Linked DNA regions of Sus scrofa: regions 2 and 3 are each linked to region 1. A link is a contact called in public HiChIP or PLAC-seq data. All regions are on one chromosome and are shown on one strand. The core of a region is the stretch at or near the end of the contact, and the rest is flanking DNA. Distances in the headings are between cores, read along the strand shown. Region 1 holds the start of BTBD19 (BTB/POZ domain-containing protein 19). Region 2 holds the start of LOC110261410. Region 3 holds the start of PRDX1 (peroxiredoxin-1).

What was found. HiChIP or PLAC-seq counts read pairs in DNA pulled down with a chosen protein or histone mark.
Region 2: an H3K27ac HiChIP or PLAC-seq map of alveolar macrophages shows a contact between it and region 1. The contact joins the promoter of LOC110261410 here to the promoter of BTBD19 in region 1. A contact is called at or near these places in 1 of 5 promoter capture datasets (liver) and 2 of 2 datasets of contacts at active chromatin or transcription factors (alveolar macrophages and skeletal muscle).
Region 3: a contact with region 1 is called in an H3K27ac HiChIP or PLAC-seq map of alveolar macrophages. The contact joins the promoter of PRDX1 here to the promoter of BTBD19 in region 1. A contact is called at or near these places in 2 of 2 datasets of contacts at active chromatin or transcription factors (alveolar macrophages and skeletal muscle).

Annotation. Positions count from the first base shown.
Region 1 is chr6:166,525,442-166,528,141 of Sscrofa11.1, reverse strand. It overlaps BTBD19 (BTB/POZ domain-containing protein 19), which reads left to right and starts at 1,417. Exons shown (of 8, transcript XM_021096773.1): 1 at 1,417-2,321; 2 at 2,580-2,700. TCTEX1D4 (Tctex1 domain containing 4) reads right to left here and starts at 792. Exons shown (of 4, transcript NM_001032356.1): 1 at 641-792; 2 at 162-235; 3 at 1-65. The coding sequence starts at 54.
Region 2 is chr6:165,864,550-165,867,249 of Sscrofa11.1, reverse strand. LOC110261410 reads right to left here and starts at 1,384. Exons shown (of 9, transcript XM_021097629.1): 1 at 1,219-1,384; 2 at 115-148. The coding sequence starts at 1,384. It overlaps MMACHC (methylmalonic aciduria (cobalamin deficiency) cblC type, with homocystinuria), which reads left to right and starts at 1,576. Exons shown (of 4, transcript NM_001244776.1): 1 at 1,576-1,673. The coding sequence starts at 1,593.
Region 3 is chr6:165,846,057-165,848,756 of Sscrofa11.1, reverse strand. PRDX1 (peroxiredoxin-1) reads right to left here and starts at 1,367. Exons shown (of 6, transcript XM_021096742.1): 1 at 834-1,367.

The sequences.
Region 1 (2,700 bases), core at 168-2,667:
GTCTTTGGCAAGCTCCTCCTCCTGACGGCCGGCGGGCACAGGCCTGCCAGCCATGGACCTGCGGACTGAAAGACCCCCGTTACGGGCAGGCCCTGCCTGGCCCTCCTTGTACACCGTCCAGTCTCTTAGTAAGAGGTTTTTACTCCCTAATTCCTTCTTACCTGTTTTTTGGGGACAGGTGAATCCAGGAGTCTGGGGCTGTGTGGATTCGAAGTACTGGGAGGGTTAAGGGCTGCTAGAGACAAAATAAGGGGAGAGACGCTGCGCAGACTGTTAATCTGGGGCTGTCCCTGTCCTCTGAGCTCCGCACTCGCTGAGCGTTGGAGGCTCCTTAACTGAGCTCAGAGTCCACTGCCTTTTCTCTCTTGTACTGGGCTTTACCAGCAGGAGAAGTGGGGCCGTAGTGGCCCCCTCTGCCTCCGCCTGGACAGGGAGCCTCCACCCCCTAACAGAAGGAGGCATAGACCTGACTCCTTCAACCCCCACAGACAGGCCCAGCCCTGCGTGTCTCAGATCCCGCCATCCTCCACCCCTACCTCTTCTAAGGCAGCTGGCGCAAAGATCCCCACAACTGGCTGAGGCTGGGGCCAAGTGACCCAGGATGGTCCTTCCACCCTCTGCTCTTGGCTCCTGGCCCTACCTCCAGAGTCAGTGCTGGGACGGCTGCCCTCTTCTCCCGAAACTCCTCAGCCCCTTGAGTCACCACAGTCTTTGGCTTTCACATTCTCTCCCCCCGGCCCCTGCCTGGCCGCCTGACTGGCAGGTGGGAGGGTAAGGGCCCCTTGCCTGTGTTGTGGGGTTGCCATGGGTTGCTGGGCAAGCACGCCTCTCTTCCTGGTTCCTTCTCTCGAGTCCAAGCTCTGACCTAACCTGGGAGCGTTACTGCTCTGAGCACGTGCTGAGTGCGGGGTGCCTGAGTCACCAGCAGAGGGGACAGAGGTTTAGCGCCCAAGGGCATACACATAAGACTGAAGGGGCAGATGTAGAGAGAGGCTCTGGTCAGAAAGGCATCCCCCACGCCAGGGCTTTTGAGCCGCTGACCTTCTCTCCCCTCGCGAAGCCTGGCTCTCCACTGGGGAGCAAGTCGCAGAGGCCTGGGATATGGGACACCTTTTGGGGCTGCGGGGGTGGCTGCCCAGGAATCGGGATCTGGGCCGACAGGAAGGAGCACGTCATGGGCTCGAGCGTTTCCACATCGGCTGCAACAGGGACAAACATTTCCGTTCCCCGCGCAGAGCTGGGTGGGGCTTGGATGACTTCCTCAGTTCAGGGCTTGAGGGGGAGGGGGAGGCACCCATCAGGACCCGGGCCTGATGCAACAGTGGTGACTCCACTTTGCATAAACCCTGCTGACCTAAGTGGCCTGGGGCTTGTCCCCAGCTGCCCACACCTCCTGGGTGCCCTAGTGCCCAGACGGCCCTCCACCCTCACTGCAGTTGCATTTCAGGGATGCCAGAGACCACGATGCCTCTGTCAGAGCTGACACCACCTCACCTGAGCCCCCACTCTGGGAAGGACAGGGCGGCCACCTCCCAGACAAACCAGGTCTGGGCCCTGAAAATGGTCCGAGGGGTCAAGGACTTTCCCGGTTGAGGGGGTTCCCCAGGCCTGGCTAGCCTGACCCTGACCCTGACCCTGACCCTGCCCCTGACCCTGTGGGCCTACAGGGGGCGGGGGGGAGGGACAGAGGGTTCGAACCCTGAACCCTGGACAGTCAGGAGTCAGGGCACTAAGACCCTGGCTCTGCTTAGGGCCCCTCTAGGGCTGAAGTTTTCGGGGCCTGTGGGGGAAGGGGCGGGGCCTCCTCTCCGCCTGGGATCTCGTTTCCGTGGAAACCCACAGGCTTTCCACCCTGGCGCTGCCTGGGCAGGCTCCCAGCTGGGGCCTCATCCACAGCCAGCCTCTCTTCCCCGTTCGGCCTGCTCCACCCCTGCCTCTCTGGGTCCCCTCCCTGAGTCCCTATCCCCAGCCTGAGCCTCCGGCCTTCTCCCCGAGCCTCTGATGCCTTCGGGAACCGGGGCCTCTCGCGCCCCATCCCTAAACTTCAGCTTCTCAGCAAACAGGGCTCCCAAGCTCCCGCCCCTCCCTCTCAGGCCTCTCTAGCTCCTCTGCAGCTCTAGGGCCTGGCCAGGCCTCCTGCTCCTTCCACCTTCCGCCTCCCTACAGACCCACAGACAACAAGCCTCCTGGGCTGCACCCCCTGCTTACTCCTCTACCCCCCTCCCGCCCCCACCCATGGAGCCCCCAGGACTGGTTGTGCACGGGGCGGTGGCGCCCTTTTCCACGGCACTCCGAAGCCTCGTCAACAACCCCCTGTACAGGTGAGGGGGCGGGCCCTGTCTGCGGGTCTTCCCTAGCTGCCTCTGCTGGGCCCCGTGATTCTGAGGAAGCTCTGGGTTCAGAGGAAGTGGGGAGTTGGGGCTTGAGCCTCCTCCCCCGGTGACCTCAGCCTGGGGAAGTAGAGGATGGCTCCTGGTCACTCAGTGTCTGCAATTTTCCTGCGAGCCGGAGGTGGGGGCGGTGGGGGGTGGAGTTCAGGCTCAGCTGGGTGACCTCAGGGAAAGGCTTTCCTTTTTCAGACCTCGGGCTCCTGGCAGAGAAGAGCCCTCTGCCCCCTGGATCCTGAGAACCGGAATGTGACTTGAATGCCTCCCTGGGGAGGGAGGCAGAGGAGCAGATGACCCCGCTCTGGGAACTGGG
Region 2 (2,700 bases), core at 135-2,634, 660 kb after region 1:
CTCAGGAAAGGAAAAAGCTGAATTTGTAAGGAATAGTGGTACAGGCACCAATAAAAGGCAGATCCTGGAAAGAGAAAAGGCTGGCGGGTAAGTAGGAAAAGGAACAATACTTACCTGCGGTGGAGACCCCAAAGGAATACAGCTGCTGCTACAAAACAAAGAAGGGCACAGGCCAATGAGTTCTTGGTGTTCCTTAACCCACTACCTTAATCCGGGGGCAGGGGCCTCAGGTGCCCCCTCGTCTTAATCCTGGCCACATTTCCGTCAGTAGCTTTTTTTTTTTTTTTTTTTTTGGTCTTTTCTAGGGGCCACTCCCTCGGCATATGGATGTTCCCAGGCTAGGGGCCGAATCGGAGCAATAGCTGCCGGCCTACACCACAACCACAGCAACTCGGGATCCGAGCTACACCACAGCTCAGGGCAACGCTGGATCGTTAACCCACTGAGCGGGGCCAGGGATGGAACCCGCAACCTCATGGTCGGATTCGTTAACCACCGAGCCAGGACAGGAACTCCCGGTCAGTAGCATTGAGAAGCGTGTCGAGCTGCTCAAAGTCTGGTTCCTTCTCATAGCCTGAGGCAGTGGTCTGGGTCCCTAGAGCCTTACGCCCTTGCTCTCCCAACCCGGGACATCCGAGGCAAAGCCCGGGAAAGGCCAGAACGTCAGCTCGAAAGAGATGAGTGGGTACGCAATACTAAAAGTAAGGATGCTGGAGTTCCCATCGTGGCGCAGCGGTTAACGAATCCGACTAGGAACCATGAGGTTGCGGGTTCGGTCCCTGCCCTTGCTCAGTGGGTTAAGGATCCGGCGTTGCCGTGGGCTGTGGTGTAGGTTGCAGACACGGCTCGGATCCCGCGTTGCTGTGGCTCTGGCGTAGGCCAGGGGCTACAGCTCCGATTAGACCCCTAGCCTGGGAACCTCCATATGCCGCGGGAGTGGCCCAAAAAAAATAGCAAAAAGACAAAAATAATGATAATAATAAAAAATAAAATAAAAAAATAAAAGTAAGGATGCAATATTAGACCAAAATTAAGCCTCAGGGACTCGTCAGGGGAGCAGCGTCCTTGGGGAACTGGGGTACAAGAGGGTTACCCTGATACAGATACCAGGGGGGAGTTGAAGATGCTGAATCTTGGTCGAGACCTCCGCAGACGCAGGACACTGGCGCGATTACACCGAATCTAAGGCAGCGACTCCTGCCGCCACCCTGTTCGAACCTATGACACTCCGGGAAAGCCAGACTTTGGACTGGCCTCCGCGGCGCCGATTGGGAAACTGAGTTCGCCCCACACGGAGACAACCGGCAGCAGAAGAAGGCTGCCAAGCTACATTTTTCTGGAAGCGTTTAACACGCGCATTAGCACATACACACACCCCCACCATGCCGCGAAACAGTCTTTCTGATTTTGTAGCCGCCGCGTCTAAGGACCAAATGAACTACGTGTCCCAGGATGCATCGCGCAGAGCCAACGATGTTCCGCTGCAGATCCAGTAGCTCTTGGGAAATGGAGTTCAAGCTACCTCGACGTTTAACGGCCCGCGTTGGCCTTCAAACTCCATTTCCCAGCAGGCTCAGCGTGTAGCGTGCGCTATGGAGCCCCATGTCGCAGAGCTGAAGCAGAGGATTGAGGACACGTTATGCCCTTTTGGCTTCGAAATTTACCCCTTCCAGGTTGGTTTATCCCTACCGCGGTGCTAGGGCAAAACGTATGATTAGCCTCGGTGCCACTGGCCTCTATTCTTTCCCGAGCTCCCCCGGCCGCGTGTCCGTCTGACCTACCGGGAGAGGGTGTCAACGGGCGCTTAAGTTCAAAGGGTAGAGAAGCGTTGCACGTTTGTCCTTTTACCCTCATATATTGCCGGACTGATGAGCAGGAGACACCACATGATCAGTAACCTTGTGGCCTTGTCACCTACGCAGTTTACATAGGGGCCAGAGTCACTTTGGAAGCTTCCCGAAGGAGTTAGGAGAGGGCAACGTCTGAAAGATTTGCATGGCTAGAATTTAGGTCATCTCATGAGGGAAGGACATTCCTGGGGTTGAACAAGCAAATGATTGGCTGGTCTGTCCCATCTACCAACCAAAGGAGGGATTCATGAAGTTGCCAATTACTAGGACCCGTCTGAGTACAGAGACTGCATACTTACCTGACACACAAGTCTAGCATCACCACCTACCGTTTTGCACATAGGTCCATTTCCCCATATCCATTGCCTCCTGCACTGAGCCCTCTGCTTGGAAACAAAGCTGATTAAACTCAGCTTGAGCCTTTTGCCTGATGCTTAAGAGGCAGCCCACTCCCACAACCTTCCAATGAGTGGCCCCTAAGCAGTGCTGGGTAATGATATAGAGGAAGAGGTAGGTTGGGTTTAGAGTGAGAGAGCCTTCTCTGAAACAGTGGAGTTGAGCTGTATATGAAAAAATAGATTGGAAGGAAGGACAGTTATATACATCGCAAATGTCAGGAATAGCTTGAGTAAAGGTGTGGAGGTAGTAGTGGTGGCTGGCAGGTATGGGGGAGAGTGGGGATGCGTATCTGGTGTGATCAGGCAGGCCTGGGTGGTGGGGGCTGTGGTATTGAACTGTGCCATCTATAGTCCTGCCAGTCATCCTAGGCTCCTCCATCTCTCACCTCCCCAACCCTACATCCAGTCAGCCACTGGGCCCTTTAGGAATCTGTCTGCTGCATCTTCCAAAT
Region 3 (2,700 bases), core at 118-2,617, 680 kb after region 1:
CGACTGTCAAACTTTTTTACTGGGTTAGCACCTTTAAATAATAAAACAAACAAGAAAAAACAACCAGTAAGACACGAAGCAACTTGGCAACCAAACATAGTATATGACCCTAACACTAACGGCCTTCTGGTCCAGACCTGCTTTTCCGGGTGCCCCCACGTCCACTAAAGCACAACCAATGGGGGGGGGGGGGAAAGGCTGCAGGACTTCCAGCCGACGAGGTCCCCTCAGGAAAGCTCCCCTTGAAGTTCCCCGGAGAAAACTACGGCCCCCCCCCCCGAAAGGCCAATTCAAGTGGTTTCCTGCCACCCCCATCGTCCCTCCGCTGCACTTCGGAAGCACCAGGAGTCTTCACTAACGGCATTTAGAATCACCACAAACCCCATTCTGCACATGGAAAAAGATGGAGAAGGGAATCAGGACCCACGGCTACACTGGTGAGCAGGCACAGCCTCTTCCCCTCCTACACGACGGACGGGCAGTCTGTTTCTGACCAGTTTCTGAATCCGTCTTAGAAGCTTCGGGAACCCGTCCGCCCCGTAGGGGACCCCGTCACCACCCACCCGCCCCGACGGCCCCGCCAAGCCAATCAGCGCCCTCTGCTTGAGTTGCCGGGGGAAGAGGGGACGCAGGGCGCGGGCGGCGTCGGGGTTCAACCAGGCAGCTGTCCCGCAGGCAAAGGGGGTCCCATGTGAGGCTCCCTCTCCGGCAGAGCGTCCCCCCAGTTAAGCCGGGCGGGCCGGGAGGAAGAGAAGGAAGAGGAGGAAAAGGCAACGAGAGAGGAGTGGGGCGCTGCGGTCGGTCGGCTGAAGCCGCGCCGCCCACAAACTCACCAGTCCTCAAGCAGAAGCCACCGAGCGCAGCCAGGAAGCAGACACGCGAAGCACGCGCGGGGCGCTGCCTTTATAGCCCGTGAGGCTCTCGCGAGAGTCAGGGCGGGCCGGGGGTGCGGGCGGGGGAGACGGAAGGGGGATCTGGCCCCAGCACCGCCCCGACCCAACTCGCCCCGCCGGGATGACTCAGCGCTTTCCTTCCCTGGGGGCGGGCTCGGGTGGAGACAGTACCAATCCCCTCCTCGCCTTCGAGGGTTGAGGTGTCCGCGGAAGGCACCTTTTAGATCAATCACTTTCCTTCCCGATGCCTCCGTGAATCCAAGATTTGAGGCGGGGCGGGGGTGGGGGAGTCCGTGCGCCTTGCCCTTCAAGCCCAAACCTGGGTAAAGGTCCTCACTGCTGCCCACGGAAGACCCCCCCCCATCGGGCCGGAGAAAGATCTATCCAAATATTTCTCAGATATTCCGCCCAGATTCCCACAACCTCTGCTCTAGTGCTGATCTCAGTAACCCAGATTGCTTAGACAGCCTCCCTTAATTGCTCTGTCTGACAGCAGGATGGCTGCTTTTCCATCTCCCTCTATGGGTTCCTACCTCTGCCTTCCCTTCCCATCCATTCCACTGCAGCTGGAGGGACTCTGAAATCTGACCATATTACTCACGCCTCTAATTTGTGGTTCCGAAAAACTGATCCTGTATTCTTGAGTTAAAACTCCTCACTGTCATTCTGTGTGACCTTCATGCAAGAGTCTTAATCTGTTAGCCTTACTCTTCTCCCCTGTAAAAATGGGAATGCACCACGAGTGTGGCCAAAAAGAAAAAATAAAAACAAGTAAATCCTTAAAAAAAAAAAGAAAGGGAATGCTATTAACTCTTTGTTGAGATCATCTCTGTAGTTTATTTAGCACAGTACCTAGTTCTTTGCTCCTCTTTGTAACACCCAGAACAGAGTGTAGCTGTTTCACGCCTTCAGGCTCTTGCTCAAGCACAAAGAACCTGTTCCTATTTGGCCTAGAGAAAACGTATCTGAAGATAGCTGAAGCACTACTTCCTCTGGAACTCTTCTTTCACTCATCCCCAGAATTAACCATTCCCCTTCATGCCCAAACGATAACAACAACAAAAACCTTTTAGGTCATGGCTCAGTGGTTAACGATTCCGACTAGGAACCATGAAGTTGCAGGTTCAATCCCTGGCCTTGCTCAGTGGGTTAAGGATCCCGCGTTGCCATGAGCTGTGGTGTAGGTTGCAGATGCGGCTCGGATCCCGCGTTGCTGTGGCTCTGGCATAGGCCTGTGGCTACAGCTCCAATTCGACCTCTAGCCTGGGAACCTCCATATGCCGAGGGAGTGGTCCTAGAAAAGGCAAAAAGACAAAAACAAAAACAAACAAACAAAAAAACCCACAAACCTTTAAAGCTAATTTACTTGTTTATGTGTTTACCTCTCCTTATTAGACTGACTTTCTGGAGGGTAGGGTTTGTTACATCCACCTCTGATTCCTCAAGTCACAACATAACAGCTGATATAAAATAGGAATGTTAAAAAAAAAAAAAAAAAAGGAATGTTTAAGAAATAATATTGTGTTCCCCTTTCTGCCCCCATCCCCCATTATTCTCCTAACTCCATTGGACCTTTATAGCAGGATAAGAAAGAGGGAAGTGCTGTGTCATGCTGGCTGGGCATCTCAATATTTGGAGGTATTTATCATCCTGCCATCAACAGAAGTGATTTTTTGTTTTTTCTTTCTCTGAGGCAGAACTGTTACTTGGGCATTATTCATTTCCTTTTTTTTTTCTTTTTTTTTTTTTTAATTGCTGTGGCCAAGGCTTTAGGGCTTTCTGGGGCCAGGGTTCTGCCTGTACCACA